Linked DNA regions of Zea mays: region 1 is linked to region 2. A link is a contact called in public Hi-C data. All regions are on one chromosome and are shown on one strand. The core of a region is the stretch at or near the end of the contact, and the rest is flanking DNA. Distances in the headings are between cores, read along the strand shown.

The links. A called contact is a pair of places that touch in the nucleus more often than the background predicts.
Region 1: a contact with region 2 is called in a Hi-C map of bundle sheath, with 1.8 times the contacts expected there. The contact joins the promoter of LOC100285558 here to the enhancer-like site in region 2. A contact is called at or near these places in 7 of 25 Hi-C or Micro-C datasets (bundle sheath, ear, endosperm and 2 more).

The regions. Positions count from the first base shown.
Region 1 is chr9:151,021,967-151,025,167 of Zm-B73-REFERENCE-NAM-5.0, forward strand. LOC100285558 reads right to left here and starts at 1,574. Exons shown (of 8, transcript NM_001372303.1): 1 at 1,188-1,574. The coding sequence starts at 1,454.
Region 2 is chr9:150,984,860-150,987,850 of Zm-B73-REFERENCE-NAM-5.0, forward strand. No RefSeq gene overlaps it. Among protein-coding and RNA genes, the nearest start is that of LOC103639392, 25 kb to the right of the region's middle. Within about 2 kb of position 1,397, at least 6 of the 20 cell types and tissues checked have an H3K27ac peak or open chromatin away from gene starts, as enhancers often do. A contact at or near this core is called in bundle sheath, where this site is marked.

The DNA of each region.
Region 1 (3,201 bases), core at 324-2,823, 37 kb after region 2:
CTCTCAGAGTAGCTTGGAGTCATGTGCAGTTAATTTGGTCAGCAGAATTGATTGGAGAATTCTCTTTTCTTTGACCTAAACTAGTTTGTCAATTCATTAATGTTGAGAAAGGGCACATCAGTACAGTGTTGAATCAACTGCCATGTACGTTCATAAAAAAATTAGTAAGGTCCTCCAGCAACATTTTCTTCAAGGTAAACTTACAATTTCAACATAGCACTTTGAAAAATATTAAGCATGCCTAGTCATTTTACTATACAGAATTGTTCTTAGTGTCCGCGATCAAGAGAACTGATGTTTGAGGCTTAAACGTATAATCTTCCTTGGCTGTTGCTTTATCCCTCCTCGCCCCTCTGTCTTTCATTCTCCATCCAAAAAGGCTGTGGCTAAGAATTGACTAGTTCATTACAGGGTGTTCAGGTATTGCAAAATGATTTAGGCCCTGTTTGGAAGCAACCTAGTTTTTTAGAATCCAATTTTTATCTTAGTTTTTTAGAAACTGTTTTATGAAGGAAAAATACTGGTTTATGGTGTTTGGAACCACCTCAATTTTCATAAACTGGTTTTAGCTAGGGAAGGCTAGCTTCTTGTTTTTAAAGAAACTAAGAATCCAGTTTCTACAAACTAGGATATAAATTAATGTTTGGAACTACATCAGTTTTTATGAATAAGTTTCTTATAAACTGGGTACTTCCAAACAGACCCTTAATTGGAGAAGGGAAAATTCTCCATTATCAGTTGGACGACAACAAAATTTGGCAGCGCCTAACTGCCATAAGCCACACAAACTCCATGTCCAAAAAAGGAACAGTGACACCGACAGAAACCTCACTTTCCACAGACACAGCAAACATGCAAAATTCACCAACGTAGTTGCAACAAAACCACAATATCTTCTGTTTCTGAATCTACCTCTGAGACATATGAACAACCGTGATCAGAACCGTCAGAAAGAAAATTGGATGTCTTTAATAATAAAATAATAACTAAGTAAAAGCATGCAAAAACAGGACCTAAGTTGTTCTTGGGTCTGCAAGCAATTCATGCCAAAAAAAAAAGTTCTTCACGCCCAGCTAGCAGTACGCAATTTAAAATACGATACTGCCGATTTTTTTTCAATATAAAAACTCTCAACTTTTAGTCATCTAGTGGAACCATGCCAAAAAAGATGAGACAAGGGAAACCACCTTTCCGAGCGTGTACGCCAGCGCAGATCCAGCCACTCCGGCGCCGACGATGATGACGTCCGTCCCGACGTCGGGACCCGCGCCGTCACCGACCGCGCAGCCTGCCTCCGGCGCGGGTTTCCCTTCCACCGGAGGCGCCTGGGCCCGGGCCCGGGCCCGGCGGCGGCGCCCCAGCACGGCCGCAACAAGGACCGCCACGATGAGCGTGGCCGTGGCAGCGCCAATGAGGTGGAGCCCGACGCCGCCAGCGGCGGCCATAGCAGCCATGCTGCAATGAGGCCGCCTCGTGTCGCTCCCTGGGACCTTGCGGTGCGCGGCGCGTTTGCGGCCTTGCGTGTGGGGGCTTCTTCAGGGTTGCGAGGGGGGCAGGGAGGGAGAGGAGAGCGGTTTGATGCGTCTGGGGCGAGGCGTAGGCGGGGCAGAGAGAGAGGAACGATGGGACGAGGCGTCTCTTCGAGATTCTTCCGCGTTTTATATGGGAGGAGAGCTGGAGAGGAGGAGGTTGAGGCCGCTCCGCTCGCCGCCAAGTCTGCATCGCTGGCCGGCGGGCTTGGCTTAGCTGGATTTTTCTGAATTCCTACAAATTTGTATGCAGGCTTCATTTTCTGCTTACGAGCAACGTGGCCGTATGCTGCACGGGAAGTACGCTTTATTGGACCGTCACATAAATAATTTGAGACTCAGAGATTTTTTTCTAATAATTTGTAATATGTTGTAGTACACTTTGCAATCGAACTCTACACCAATGGTTGACACGTCTTAAAGTCGGACTTCGTACCGCATTTCTATATAATAATAAAGAATACTGTCCGGTTGCCACATTTCTTCTATACAATGCTGGATGGGTCCAGAGATCTGGAGTGAAGTGATATTTGGAAATTAAAAATTCGGAGCCCCAGTTGTGTACGTGACAGTACAACCAACCATACGTACGTTTCGTCTATTAAAGATCCAAAAGTCTATCCTGTCCCTTCTATTGTATATCCCCTACCTGCACCGCCAGCGACGATCACTGGTCAACATTTCGTCACACGAGTAGAAAAGAAGCGGCCGCGTGGTGGGGCCGCGCCATCACGTGCACTGCAGCCGCATCATCGACGCACTCACTCGATCCGTCCAAAAACGATTTTCGTTTTTTTTTGTTAGAACACAATTGTCATATTTGTTAAGAGTAATAGTCGAGATCTGTAAAAATTGAGTAACAGTTAGTTAAATTTATATCTAAATGCGGGAATGCAATTTGGATTGATATATTAGTTTTTTTACTAGATGTATGCCTGTACTTACTTGGGGTCACGAATTATTGTTCACATGTTTTGACGGAGGTTTTGTTTACTTTTTTTATAAAAAACTAATAAACTGTTTTGCATCGAAACAATAACTGTTCCTGAACCATTCCAGTCTTGCATATTTCTTTCTTTAGTTACTATTTATCAACTAAAAGTCATATTCCGCTTCTATTTCTCTTTTTGCACGTACGTCACGCGCAGTCCTCCTCGTACGTCAGGCCAAGGCCAACATGCATGCGAAGGATTGTCGTGATGACGTCGGTGTTTGTCTCCACCAGCATCGTCCACAGGAACGGCCCGGCGACGATCGAGCAGCGCGCTGTCGTCGGCTCTGTCCGCCGCGGCTGCATCAGCTCGGCGAAGGCCGACCAGCACCGCCCACCACCGTGGAACTACGCGCTCACAGGGTCCCGCAGCGGCAACGACTAACCGGGTATGGACCACCAAGCCATGAAGCTTGTCTGTCTGTGTCCGAGCAACGGCTCTGTCCGACGCTCTCGCCGGATGCACCATCTCAAGACGCACGAACAGCGGCGCCGACGTGGACAATTTGACACCACGCGCACGAGCTCGATTGTATATACATGCTTATATTTCCTTTGTTTATACTTTTTTCGCACACGTGCTCTTTATATCATCTTTCGTAGATTAAGCGAGAAAAAAATGTCAAGTAAAATACAACCTTACGATAAGTGGCGAAGCTAGAATAAAATTAAGGAAAGTGC
Region 2 (2,991 bases), core at 147-2,646:
CTAAATTGGTTCTGTCGGTTTTAAATGGTGAAGAGGACAATTTGGACGTTAGTTGCCACATAAAGACCTAAATTTTCATAATAATTATATGAAATGTTGTATTGAGGTTGTTTAGCATGCTCTTGAACCGATAAATGAATATAGTCGGTTCTTTTACGCTCTAGCTTATCAAAGCGTGTCATAAACTCATAATCATATCAATAACAGTTGCACGGTTATTATCGATAACAACCTTTTGATCATCCAACATCTTAGAGAATAGCATAAGCTGGATAAATATTCATTACCTTTTCATTAACCTTTACCTCTGGTGGTGTAGTTGATGTAGATGTAACCAGGCTCATGAAATTGAGTCACTTTATCCCGTCGATCTTTAGTACAGCTCTCTGAGAAAGCTTTTAGTTTGACATCAAAACTCGGCTTGAATTTTTTTGATGAAGCTCATGAGTAGGGTTGCAGTTTGGCTAGATTTTAAGGATGGCCTAGCCGGCTTTATTAGTGATCAGTCTGACCAGGTTAGAGGACCGGCATAGCCATCTATATATAGGTAGAGGCAGTGCCTTTTGCTTTGTTCCAATTTTACATGCCAAAACACAGGTGTAATAGTGACCAGATCTCGAGTTCTTCTCGGCCATGTTTTTGTCATCATTCGCTTCCTAGTTTCGTATTCCATAAGCACGTATGCCAGTCATTCCGGAACGAAATCCTCCTCTAGCTAGCAGCAAGTTAATCACCCGGTCGGTCAGATATGCTGTCAGGCGCTCATCAGCAGATCAATCGTTCCAGAAACACCAAAAAAACATTACGCACGCTGAACAAGAATGTCCCGAGATAATTATCCCATGCATAATCCTGTTCCTGCTCCTGCTCCCATCTAGATTACTTATTCTATCTCGCACTGCACCCTTTGATCCGCTATATATATCTATATATTCACAGATTACGCATGCAAGGCTGATGATGCCAATGACACTGGGCAAGAAGTTTGTCCCTACGCCTGGTGATGCCCACCTCACCATAGCTAGCTAGTCAAAGGCATAGCCTTTCTAAAAGTTAATAAAATGGCAACTAGATCAGCCCCCTGCTAGTAGCTCATCGCGATGCACATCCCGTTTGACTTATGGATCGATGCGCCATGATAATGCCGCCTCAATACATATATCGCGAGATCTTGTTCCCGGCGGCTCGTGCGTCGTCGTCGCTGCTTTAATTTGCTGACGGATTCTTTCCAGGCCATTATATTGGTTCTGACCTAACAAATGAAAGCCCAAACAAACAGAAGTGTTATCCGCCGGCCGTAGTCCCTTTCCAAAGGGGCCATATATATATATGGCAGCAATTATATGCCATCGTCGCTTTGCATGCTGCATGACCAAATGATTGGCCGCCGGCGCACTTTGGTATTAGCCCCACGAACAAGGCCGATTCAACTGGACAGAAAGCAGACAAAAGATCTCGACGTGATCTCAGCGGCTTGTTGGCTATGTATCAATCATTCGCGTGTGCTTACTTCCCGCAAGACACCAAGAATCTGTGAACGGTAAAAACAAAACTGCTAGCTAGCTGCCTAGCTAGCTAGGTTGATATATTATTCACAGCCCGGCGGGATGTTTTATTTAATTACACCGTGAAGACTGAAGAGATTCAGAGAGGCCCAGGTGTTGCAAGATGAACTGAAAACTTGGCCTTTCGCAGAGGACGCAGTCGTATTTTCAGGACTTCTTTTTTTTTGCTCGAGTCAGTGGACACTTTGCAGGCCAGAGAGGTACTAATAAACCGATGTTATCTTTTTTCCTATGACAGACATGAAATCACAGTTTCGTTTTCACTGCTCGTCACGACGACGTCTGAAAACTATGCATTGGCATAGGATTCCTCAGGGCCCCTTGTGCCGTGGCCGCGTCTTCGTCTCCTCTTGGCGGCGCCTGCGACTGATCTAGAGACGCTTTGAGCACATGGACAAATCGATCCCGAGATGCTGCCTTATCACACGGAATCCTTCTTGAGTTGTGAAGAATGTGGCGATTTCGTTCCCACACACATGCATGCATGAGCGAGCAGATTTCCACAGCGCTCTCGAGAGAAAGCAGCAGATGAGATGATCTGCCTTTGTGCCAAGTGTCGACGACGCATTTCCCCTCTCGCTGTGTGGAGATTATATCATTAGCGCCGCGTGTGTAGTGCTTTTGTTTATTTAGTGGGACTGAACCGAATAGTCGGCAACAACTACTTGCGGCCTAGTTAGGCCAGAGCCTGCTAAACCAAGAAACGGGGGCGAGTTGGGCTACATAATTTATGCAAGCAAGATATATATATACACAAACGTTACGGCTGCTAATTTTTATAAACCTTGATGTCTAAGGGTTGGATACACATGAAGTCCGCTCAGAACAATCATGAACTGAATTAACAAGTGTCGGATTAGTTGAGCTGCTAGATCATCCTGGTCCAATCACGAGAATGGACAAACAGAAGGGACAATAATACGGCCTGAAAAAGCATAAGTACGCAGCTAGTGCAGTCAGTAGTCAGTCAGTACTCGACTACTCGTGCGCGCATAAAGAAAAAAAGAAAAGGCCTTAGACACAGAATTATTGGTGCACCATTGGTGAAAGACACACCCAAAAGTATTCCGTTTTCTACTTGATCTAGACGAGAATATAAGAGGGTGAGGTCAGAGTTCATTCCCGCACCTTCAATAATTTGGACTACTAACTCCAACATCCCCCACACACAACACTGGATAGCCTTAGCAACATATCTGTCATCATATCCTCACTCTATCCCAAAAGGAATGCATCTGTAGTGAATGATGTTCACTTTTATAGCTCCAATTCAGTTTATTATGAAAATATGTTTCGTAATTAATCTAGCTAATGGTATTTACTTGATATAAATATTGATACCTTTTTATCTACAATAACCTCATGCATTGCAACGGTGCACAATCATTATTGATACATGCAAAAAAATAAATTTAATATGAAAGGG